4 separate regions of the Mus musculus genome follow, and regions 1, 2 and 4 are each linked to region 3. A link is a contact called in public promoter capture Hi-C data. All regions are on one chromosome and are shown on one strand. The core of a region is the stretch at or near the end of the contact, and the rest is flanking DNA. Distances in the headings are between cores, read along the strand shown. Region 1 holds the start of Arsb (arylsulfatase B). Region 2 overlaps Homer1 (homer scaffolding protein 1). Region 3 holds the start of Thbs4 (thrombospondin 4). Region 4 holds the start of AW495222 (expressed sequence AW495222).

Region 1 (2,700 bases), core at 115-2,614, 980 kb before region 3:
AGCTATCTCCTCGCCTGTAAAGGGCGTTCAAGATAACTACCTCATAAAGTGGTTTTTAAAAACGTTTCAGTACAATAAAAACACTACAAGATACGTTCTTACTGTTCCCAGTCATTTAACATACACATACTCTGTGGGGGACATACTCTCTAAAGGGGCAGTGAAGAGACTCATGTGGGCTGGATTCACCCTCAAAGGTAGAAGAAATATCAGCACCCTTATTTTCATTGTAGGGGTACGGAGAACCTGGAAATGACTTCCATTGTTAGCCATGCACAGCGGAGGATCTGAGCGTGGGTGCTGGAATTTCCACGTTGTTGACATATGCATAGTTATAGGCAAGGGGGTAACTTAGTAAAGGAAAGATATAGGAGCCTGGGGTGCACCTTATCTCACCTGTGGCCTGACTCCCAGGTACAACAGGGGCTGAGAGAAAGCTTAAGATCTTTCACATACCCCACCCCCACGCTCATTCACTGAAGGCTTTTCGGGTGATGCGTCCCTTGTCAACAATCCCAAGTCTTTTTAGTGTTTCTAAATTAATCTCTGAAACTCCCATCTACATGGCTTCCTATCCTCCTGGCTCAAGTAGGTCACTCCTGATCTATGACACACCGCGTCAGTCACTAGGGTCCGTCCCAGTGCAGCCTCTCACTTTAATGGCCCTCTGGAGCTCCTTGGGCCTCCCTTTTCTTCTCCATCCTTTCTCCTCAGGACCTCGTCTATCCTTCTCTTTGGGGGTTCACAGACACAGCACCTCGAGATCCCAGAAACCCCGCTCTCCTCTGACCTAGAGAAAACGAAAGCCACTCCTGCCTTCGGCCACCAGGAGGAAGTCAGGCATGCGCAGTGGCCCTAGGCAGCAGCCTGGGGAAGCCAGGGTTGTCGAGCGCGGTCCGACTGAGCTGGCGGGCTCGCGGGGTCACGCGGGGCTGGAGGCCGCCTAGTACCTGATAGCGGCCGGTGAGCAGCTGGCTCCGCGAGGGCGTGCACAGCGGCTGCACGTAGTAGTTGTCCAGGACCACGCCGCCGGCCGCCAGCGCATCCAGGTGCGGCGTGCGGATGACCGAGCCGTGAAAACCCAAGTCGTTCCAGCCCAGGTCGTCCGCCAGCACGAAGACCACATGCGGAGGCTGGGTAGCTCCGGAGGCCCGGGCCGGCGACAGCAGCAGCAGCAGCAGCTGCAGCAGCAGCAGCAAGAGTGGCAGCTGCGGCCCGGGACCTCCAGGCCGGCTCCTGCCAGTGCACGGGCTAAGCTTGCCCATCCTTAGCAGCCTGCAGAGCCCGTGCTGCGGGCACCCCCGACAGAATCGGGAACTGAGCGGCCGGGCTCCCCAGCAAGATTTCATCCACCTGGGCGGGCCGCGGGCTGGGGAGGGCCGGCGTCCACGGCCTCCGCCTCCCGCGGGGGCCGGGGGAGGAGCCGCACAGAGCGCGCGGGCGAACTCAGCCGGTCCTTCCAAGGCCCAGAGGCCCGTTCTTTATTTTAGCCATGAACTCGAGAGCCACAAGTTCCAAAGCTGTTTCACAACCTTTATCTGATTAAATCTAGCCGCAAACTTGACAGCTAAGCACTATAGTTAGCGCTCCTTTTATCCCCAGAAGAAACCCTGTAATGGTTTGGACCATTACAGATGAGAGAAGAGAGGTGGTGCAGATGGTGTTTCAGATTCCTTTGTGCAGTGTGTACCCATGAAGCCACTTCCTTCCCATCATCAGTGGGCCAAACACATTCATTCTGTCTGCCCAGAATCTAAAATGAAATGGTGAAGTTTCATTTCAAGACATTCGGGGTATGCCCACCTAAGACTGTCTACTTGCTTACTCAATGTCTAGAGATGAGTGATAACTGTTAGGTGGAGAGAGAAAAAATGTGCGCTGCCTGAAGGACACACCCTCTCTGGCTGAGGCCGAGTCCGTGGGAGTTACTTTACAGCTTTAGAAGCTCTGGATGAATGATACCCTTGAAAAGTAATTATTGCTGATGTACTCAACTGACTTCCATGCGGTTGGCTGATGGGCGTTTGTGGTATTGTTCCTTATAACCAATTTTAATTTCTTATCGGTTTCTCACTAATAAATTAGATGAAATCACATGATGTATTCATTTCTGCATTTGTGATTTGTGTGAGAGTAAAAAAATTCTTTTGTGTGTGTGTGTGGTTTTTTTTTTTTTTTTTTTTTGAGACAGGGTTTCTCTGTGTAGCCCTGGCTGTCCTGGAACTCACTTTGTAAACCAGGCTAGCCTTGAACCCAGAAATCCGCCTGCCTCTGCCTCCCGAGTGCTGGGACTAAAGGTGTGTGCCACCACGCCCGGCCAAAATTTTCCTTTTTAAAAAAAGATTATCCTTGAATATATGTTTCCCTCTTAACATACATAAGAGTTTTCTTTGAAGTAGATAACTACTACTTATCCTTAGTAAAATATAGCCAGAAAGTTTTAAATTTTGGCATTTTTAAACCCAAAAACAATATCTTAGAAGAGTTGTTTGTTCGCTTTTGTGTTGGGGATAGTGTGGTCTCTGCATATTCTTCTACTCCATAATTGTTTTCTATAGTCCTCTCCTTTTTGTTTTTAAGCAGGTGCTTACTATGTACCCCAGGATAGCTCCTCCAGCTCTCTGTCCTCCTGCCTCTTCATCTCCCACTGACAGAACTGGGATTACAGTCCCAGGCCAAGGTCCAGGTTTTCCCTGCCCT
Region 2 (2,700 bases), core at 153-2,652, 590 kb before region 3:
CTCTCTTCTGAAAGCCAATCCCTTCTGCTGGAGCCCTCAAAGTTCTTTTCACCCTTGTTCACAAAATGGAGCATCTAATTTTAAAATAATAATAATAATAATAATAATAATAATAATAATAATAATAATAATACTGGGAATGGGCTGGCACGATACCTCAGCAGGTCAAAGCAGCTGCCACGAAAACCTGATAATCTGAGTTCAGACCCCAAACCCCAACATGGGAGCCACAACATATACTTACCCACAACTCCATAAAGATATTCTATCCACATGCACCCAGACATGCTCACACACTTAAAAAATTCTTTGTTATTTAATATATACAGTTGTCTTTGATTAAAAATTTCTTAAAGGGATTTTCAGTGCTAGTCACAACCTTTCCCACAGATTTAAAAAACAAAACAAAACAAAAAACCTGTGAACAAAATCAACAAACAGGACAACAACAAAACACTGAAACAACCCACTCTCTTAAAGCAGTCACACTAACTGTCAATGATTTATACATGTCTGTCTAACGGCACTGGCCAGGATGGCTGTACTGCTTGATAGACTCCAGCTGGAACTTTCAGCTTTATTTTCCTGAGTTCAAACATTTTAGAAGAGCTAAAAACTGGGGGAATTAAATGACAAAAAGACCTCTCACAAATCTTTAGTGGACTCCACAGCTGAGCACACAGAGTCAGGAAATAGGCGGTGGGGGGTAGGGTGGGGGATTAAGGAGGTGGTGGCAGTGGAGGCAGAGAAAAGCCAGACACTGGAAGGACTGAGCCATGGTGGTGCTGGCCATAGAGAAGGCAGTTTGAAATCTTGGCAAATGAACAAGACCTTAAAAACACTTCAAGCTTTCCAGGGAAACCTCAAAAGACTGAGTGGAACGAGGCTAAAGGATTTTTTTTTCTCTAGGATTTGGAAAAAAATGAAATAAACTCAAGCTATTGATATATAAATTCACAGTTCCACAAATTCAAGAGATCTACTGACTGCTGATGATAATATAAACTTTATAAAACCTCACTGTATATATAGTGGACTGACTCAAACAAAGATTGCAGACTGCTGAATTGGAAGTGTGCACTTCTTTTTATAAATTCTTTAATGTTGAATGCAGCGGACTGCTGCAAACCTTCTTTCTAGGAAAGGATCATACAGTCATGGAAACATGACTGATCTTCAGTGGATATTAACCACCAGCGGTTTGCCAGTAAGGCAGGCTTCCATTGAGATAAAAAAAACTACAAAAATTATCGTATCACTAAGTACATTCATGTATTACAAGCAGAGCTCCACCCTTTTTCATGTGGTAAACTGAAAGTTAATCTGTATGCACAGGAGTGGGTAATATCCATCGTGTTCTAAGTCCGTCCTCCAGGCTCTACTCCTCTCCTTCCTACACATCTGCCATCTGGGCCTGCTCTACTCAACACTACTCTGCTACTCAGCCATTTCCCTACTGTCTACCGAGCTCACTCACTTGGTTTCCTTTTCAAAAGGGGCACTGGTGACATCTGCTTCCTATGAGCTAAATGCATTTCTATGTTTCCAATATAGAGAAATTTTAAGAAATTGTTTTCTTGCTGCTATTAGCAATATTGGTATTTTTAATTTTCTATTTTAAATCTCTAATATTATTAATTTTTATTTAAACATTTCCATAGTTTTCAAATTGTTCCTTTATTACTAAAAACAAAAGATAATTAAAAATGTTTATTGTCTGACTGCAAATCAATAAATCTGTATAATCATATGCCACGAAAACCCTAAATACATAGGAATTGCACAGGATGTTGCCTAGGCTGGCTTTGAACTTCCAATCTTAAGAAATCTTCCAACCATATACGGCCAAGTACTTAGGAATACCTTTAAGCACCTTTGTGCTAGGACAGAAAATGTATTTTGTTATAATTGTTTTCATTTTTGAGACAGGTTTTCTTTGTGTAGATCTGGCTATCCTGAAACAAAGAGATCTGCCTGCCCCTGCCTCCTGAGTACTGGGATTAAGGCATGCACCACCACTGACTGGCACTGGGAAATGTATTTTTAACTTACTACAACTAACTATCAGTTAAGTATCTCGGTTAACTTTCAAGAAACTAGAGAGGATATCTATTATTCCTATGTTATAGATTAAGTACTGAGCTGAAAGAGAGACGTTCCCAAAGGCATGCGCCTAATGTGGCAGAGCTGGAACTACAATCAGTTCATTTGCTTTCAAAAGCTGAACAGTCTTCACTCTCATTATACTGTGAAGAATATTGTCTGACCAGCAAAAGCTGAAACTTAGCTATATATATTCTCTGATAACCAAAGAATAACCCCAGAAGATGTCAGGTGTTCATGTGCTGCATTTACATACAAATTTCCCTTCGCCACAGAACCGTTAGTTACCCCAATCCTGGCAGGGCCATCCTTACCCGCTTGTGCAGCCGCTCTGCTTCCTCCTGGTACGCAGCAAGCTGTTGCTTCCACTGCTTCACATTGGCAGTGGACTCCAGCAGGGCTGCAGTGAGTTTGGCATTGTTGCCTTTGAGGGTAGCTAGCTCAGCCTCCCAGTGTTTGCTGATTGCTGAACTAAAATGCAACAAGGAGAATACTGATCACTTCACTGAGAACTGTTTCTGAATGGACAATAATATTTAGTTCTACTACCAGGATTATAGTCTAAGAGTGTTTTCAAAGACAACCCCAAACATTAAA
Region 3 (2,700 bases), core at 184-2,683:
TGCACTCATCCAGCTAAATGTTGGCTTTTAAACGTGTAAATATTCATACACTCTACACTCGCTTCAAGGAAAACTTACTCTGAGCGAGTTGTACGGAGCATTTAAAGGCAGAGCTGTTCTGTCTAAAGGCAGAGCTCTTCTGTCTAAAGCATAGGCTAGAGCCCTCCACCCCTCTAACCTTGAGACTCAGTTCGGAAACCTGGAGAAAATATTCCAAAGTCTGATCCATCTCATTATTGCATAGGGACGCATACCTGCCCCTTTTGTGTGTTTTCAGTTCTAACTGATAGGCATATGGTGACCCATTCTGCCTAATGCACTAGATAAAACAACATTACAGAATGCCCAGAGAGGCCTTTATTAGACACCAAAGAGAAGATTGCTGAGAGGACAGCTCAGATCTTCGACTTATTAGCTGTAAACACAATCAGGAGTGGAGAGGGATTGGAGATAGAATGGTGGGTTAACCACCCAGCTGGTGGTAGATAGCTTCTACAAATGGAATGCTTTGAGAATACAGATGAGATAGGTCTAGAAATCCTCTGAAGCCCTCTGCACTGGTGGGGATTGTTACACAGGGAATATTTTTACTGCCGCTTTTCAAATGTTTTTCCCTTTAGTTAATCCATGACACCCTCTGAGGGCTCTGCCTGGGAGGAAGAGGGGCCACTCCAGTGCCCCTGCTTTGTCTTCCTAACCCCATAGCTTCAAACTGAACCTTTAGAAAGTGTTGTGCTGCCCAAGGTGGGTGCACAGCCCTTTTGCAAACTGGCCTGAAGTAAATCATCCATGAGACTCAGTATCTCCATCTCTGCCTAACTGTCTGCGTGGATACCTTGCGACATTTTTATTTCCAACACCCCCGCATTAAATAAATAAATAAATAAATAAATAAATAAATAAATCAATCCTTTCCACTTATCACTCTTTCTGTCTCAAAACTTGGTGGAAAAAAAAAAATTCATCATTTCAATTGTTCAAGGAAAGCTTGTAGAAATACACAAATCCTGTGGGGGAATCAGCAGTCAAGACCAGTTGGGAAAGCAATTAAAGTATTTAGAGACACGTCCAAGTGATGTTTCTCTAAATAACATAAAAAGTAAGAGGGAAAAGCATAGAGGTGCTCAAGGCTAGGGGACCAGAAGAGGCCTCCTCCGCTGTGGCCCTCTCTGCCCAACCTCTGTCCCTTCCTCAGCACACTTCTGTGTCTGCCCACCCCTTCCCACTGTCCACCTCATTCCATTCCGTCTGGTCTCCACACCAGCGTTTCCCTCGGTGGCCCACGCTCCCGGTTCCCGCCGTCCCCGCTCTTCCTGGCAAATGGGGGATCCTGGCCAAGGGGGCCGCCCTGACTCGGTCCTCCCCCGCACCCTCCCCCCCCCCGCCCCCCGGGCGGCTGGACCATAAAGCGCGGGCTGCGGCCGCGGAGCCCAGCAGCCAGCGCCCCTCCGACGGCTGCGCACTGCCCTGCCCGCCACCTGCGCGCTCACTGCCCGAGGCCAGCAAACAGCGCCCTACGCCGGCAAAGCCACGCCACATTGTCGCCTGCACAGCCCTCAGGGAGCAGAAGAGTCACCATGCCGGCCCCACGCGCGGCCGCGGCCGCCTTCCTCCTGCTGCACCTGGTCCTGCAGCCGTGGCAGCGGACGAGCGCCCAGGCCACACCCCAGGGTAAGTGGCTTCCTTTGGTCCCCTTTGCATCCAGCTAACTGTTGCTGTCCTGAGATCACCTAGAGGGGCCAGTTTTGCACTGCTCTGCCTGGGCTCCTGAGGCCTTGCCATGCACCTCTCTGTTCCTCCGGGACCAGAATGGAAGTACATCGTTATTGAAAGTGATGAGGAAAGTCTAGAATTTTCTCCAATTCCTTTACCCAACCACAGGACCAATTCCTTAAACTATAGTTTGGAGGGGGGTGCAAACTAGTTTTCATCATTCACTGTAGAATGTGCCACAGGGTCATTGGTCCTCTGGCAGGGGTTGAAATCCTGGTTGTCTGAAGACCAGTGTCTGTTCCCTCCAGTCCCTTCTCTCAGGGAAGCCCTGGCACCAAGTGGCACCACCCGTGAGCAATGCTGCTTTGCTCCACCCGCCTTCCGTGCTTCTTACAATCAAAGGTTAGCTCCCCCCCTCCCCCGGACTCAGTGTGGTTACTTGAGACTCTTTAGAAATCGATCTTTTTCTGTGAAGAGGCAAAAAAAAAAAAAAAAAAAAAAAATTCAATATTTGACAGGGAGTTGAAATAATTTTCAGGTAGAAAGCACTTACGGCTAAGCAAAATTTCGTATAAAGACCACAAGGAAGCAATTACTACAGCCAGGAAGGATCTCGGGGCTCGGGCAGGCTGTGCACATTGGCCTTCCTCGTGACACTGGGCACCTGGATTGGTTTACTATGGACGAGAATGAGGAAAGCCAGAAGCAGCACAGGAGGAGAAAAAGGTTTCCTTCCCGAGGCTGAGCAAAGCACGCTGAGCAGGCAGTCTGTGTTCCCTTCATGCCACCACAGTGGCCACCCACTGCACCCAACAGTCCAGAGGTTATTTTCTGTTATATAATATCTTCTGTTATATAAATTCTTGACATTGGAGCACACAACTTAGTGGTGTAGGTTAGGTTTGGATTCTACTTCTTTAGACCAGACAGTGAAGACTTGCATTCAAGTGATATAACCTAACTTATCCTGTTAACTTAGTTTCTGCA
Region 4 (2,700 bases), core at 183-2,682, 920 kb before region 3:
CACGAAATATTCCAGCCCAGCTTCCAAGGGGTTTGTGTCACAGTTCATCTGGAAGGGAAACAGGTTTTGAATCCCAGGTGAGCCTGCTAATTTGGTTCACTGAAGAACTGCGCTGTCCTTAAAAGGACTTCAGAGAGATCTGCCTGCCTCTTCCTCCAGGTAGGGGATTAAAGGAGTTCACCACCACTCCCAGCAAGTACAGGGCGAGGGGAGATGAAGAGATTACTAAAACAGAAACAAACCCATTACCTTCACTCAGCAAATACTGGCAAACACTGGCTCCCACCTTGAGCTGATGCATAACAATGATAGAAACAGAGACATCACTTTCTTATATTAGTCTCCCCAGAATTAAGGACACTGGATGGTTTTTGAGTAAAGATTCTTTAAAAGACCAATTATGGACTAGTCTCTGAAGCAGTATTTTCCATTCAAATGAAGCCTTTGGCAAATGCTGTTATTTTTAAATATGGCAAACACAGAGACTGAACATTGGGTTGGTTTCCACTGCTCTTTTATTTTAAAGGTGTTAATGAATTTATCTGTTTTCATTGCGTGTACATGTATGTGTTCATGTCTGCGTGTGGGTGTGTGCAGGTGTGCTCTCCCAGAACTGAAGTAACGGGGCTGCCCATCGAGGATGCTGGGAACTGACCTCTGCTTCTCTGCAGGAGAAGCACACACAGTGCTCTTAACCACTGAGCCATCTCTCTGGCCTCCGATCTTTTACCTTAATAAATATTTGAAGGCTAGTACATGGTGTTTCACAAACAAGAATCTCATGTATGTTATGTAATAATTTTAATTACATAATTGTGTTTTTAAAAAAGTAACAAGTAACTTTGCTTAGCTTGCATTTAGCCATGAATGGGGGTAAAGAGGGGAAAGCAGGTGACAGAACACTGGCTTTTGCAGAGTTCTAGAAAGAAAACGGGAAGGGAGGATTAAAGCTCAGAACTAGCTGACTCGAGATAGGATGCATCAATTCAGGGGAAATCCAATATTTAGTTCTAAACCTGAATGAAGTTAGGGGGTTTTTATCACTGTTTTGTTTTTAAGGGGTTTTTGAAGATTCTAATTTATACGATGAGAACTGAGGGGAAATGAAAGAGATGAACTCAGGAGGAACTGCTAAATGTATAGAAATGGGAACAGAATACCTCGATGTACTCAGTTAAGTGTTAATGAGCAGAGGACCTTTCTGGAAGTCGGGTTTTTTGTTGTTCATTTCTTTATGGGAATGAGAACTGCCTGCTCTAACCTCCCAAAGAGTCGACATAAACTAGATAAACGTAAGACTACTTTACACCACATAAAAGTGTTCTCATATTTCCTAAATTAGTTTGAGTTACTCTGAAATTATTTTTCAGTCTGCCAAAATTAGAGATTTTTTTTTTCAGGGAAACAGAGCGACTTCGCCGATGTTTCTGCACTAGAGGGCGCTCTGGCACTGTTGGGAAAGAGGACCCTAAAATGGAGCCCAGGGAGAGGAAGCAGAAGGAAAAACAAAAAAACCAAAAACATCAGAAAAATTGAGGCTAGAATACAGCGATGTTTAACTCTCAAGGGGTGGCTTCTCTGTCCTTTTTCCTGAGCATGGGGACAAATTTGTTTTGTTTTCTGAGGGCAGCTGGCCTTGCCTGAGTCCTGGCTGTAAACTTGAGTTCGCTGCAGCAGGCAGGACCGGCTTCCTGCAAGCTTGCATCAATGAGAAGGCCCAAGGGTAAGTACCTGAGCTCTCAGGTTAACCTAGAAATTAACTGTATAGTGTGTTTGTTCGGCTCATTACTAACCATCTCTACGTCTGCGCTGATTCTTTAGGATAAATACTCCATTTTATAAGAGAGCAGGCCAGCCAGCCAAGAGTTAAGTAAAGGATAGATTTAAACCCCAGAGTCCCCACTCGGAAGCTCATGTTTACAATGGCCCCTAAAACGTCAGTTCTCTGTAAAAGTTAGGGTTTTGTTTCTCCCACAAGGTAAATAGGACCCTGGTCACAGGAATCTGGATGTTGGGGGCTCAATGAACCCAGTGAATGTATGCAAAATAAGAGTCGTGGTAAAGCTAAGTCATAGAACAAGGGCTTCTGGGAACGCGCATAGGGGCTTTATCTTGATGACAACAGTCAATGTGGGAAGACCCTTCATAATTGTGGACACCACATTCCCTGGGCAGGGGATCCTGGGTAAAGTGCAGGAAGCCAGTTAGCAGCTGTCCAGGGGCTTGCAATCATTTTAGACTATGGATGTGACATGACCAGTTCTCTCAAGCCACTGTCACTGTGACTTCCCCACTCTGAAGGACTGTAACCTGGACCTGTGAACTGAAAGAAACCCTTTCTCCCTGAATTCGCTTCTGTCAGGGTATTTTTTTCCCCCACAGAAACAGGAAGGAAACTAAGACAGAAGCAAAGCAGAATCAATGCATATAAAAATGTTGTGTAAGTGGTTAACAATTGTACACAGAGAAGCTCTTGATTCCCACTGGTGGGGAAGACTAGACCCACACACACGGGACCACTGTCCCTGTCCCTCAAAAGAAAAGGACATTAGTTCGCCTAAGGATGATTGTGAGAGGGAAATGAAACGTAACAGAGGGAAAGCAAGGATGTGAGAGGTGATACTCAGATCCTCTGGCGTGTGCCTGCCAGAAAATGTCTGGGGTTCACCACTAAGCAGGGGGAATTAAGGCAGAATAAAC

What was found. Promoter capture Hi-C pulls out the DNA fragments that hold promoters and counts their contacts.
Region 1: a contact with region 3 is called in a promoter capture Hi-C map of stem cell-derived epiblast-like cells, with 4 times the contacts expected there. The contact joins the promoter of Arsb here to the promoter of Thbs4 in region 3. A contact is called at or near these places in 4 of 39 promoter capture datasets (the HPC-7 cell line, HPC-7-derived erythroid cells, pre-B cells and 1 more).
Region 2: a contact with region 3 is called in a promoter capture Hi-C map of pre-B cells, with 2.6 times the contacts expected there. The contact joins the enhancer-like site here to the promoter of Thbs4 in region 3. A contact is called at or near these places in 5 of 39 promoter capture datasets (the C10 cell line, hippocampal neurons, liver and 2 more) and 1 of 115 datasets of contacts at active chromatin or transcription factors (embryonic stem cells).
Region 4: a promoter capture Hi-C map of second pharyngeal arch cranial neural crest shows a contact between it and region 3. The contact joins the promoter of AW495222 here to the promoter of Thbs4 in region 3. A contact is called at or near these places in 5 of 39 promoter capture datasets (the C10 cell line, cranial neural crest, frontonasal cranial neural crest and 2 more) and 2 of 9 other capture datasets (embryonic stem cells and liver).

Annotation. Positions count from the first base shown.
Region 1 is chr13:93,770,343-93,773,042 of GRCm38.p6, reverse strand. Arsb (arylsulfatase B) reads right to left here and starts at 1,364. Exons shown (of 8, transcript NM_009712.3): 1 at 951-1,364. The coding sequence starts at 1,265.
Region 2 is chr13:93,387,398-93,390,097 of GRCm38.p6, reverse strand. It overlaps Homer1 (homer scaffolding protein 1), which reads right to left. Exons shown (of 10, transcript NM_147176.4): 7 at 2,418-2,574. Among named protein-coding and RNA genes, the nearest start is that of Gm6109, 60 kb to the left of the region's middle. Within about 2 kb of position 1,402, at least 51 of the 459 cell types and tissues checked have an H3K27ac peak or open chromatin away from gene starts, as enhancers often do. A contact at or near this core is called in pre-B cells, where this site is marked.
Region 3 is chr13:92,793,551-92,796,250 of GRCm38.p6, reverse strand. Thbs4 (thrombospondin 4) reads left to right here and starts at 1,433. Exons shown (of 22, transcript NM_011582.3): 1 at 1,433-1,671. The coding sequence starts at 1,578.
Region 4 is chr13:93,717,907-93,720,606 of GRCm38.p6, reverse strand. It overlaps AW495222 (expressed sequence AW495222), which reads left to right and starts at 1,432. Exons shown (of 3, transcript NR_045086.2): 1 at 1,432-1,723. Dmgdh (dimethylglycine dehydrogenase precursor) reads right to left here. Exons shown (of 16, transcript NM_028772.3): 14 at 1-48.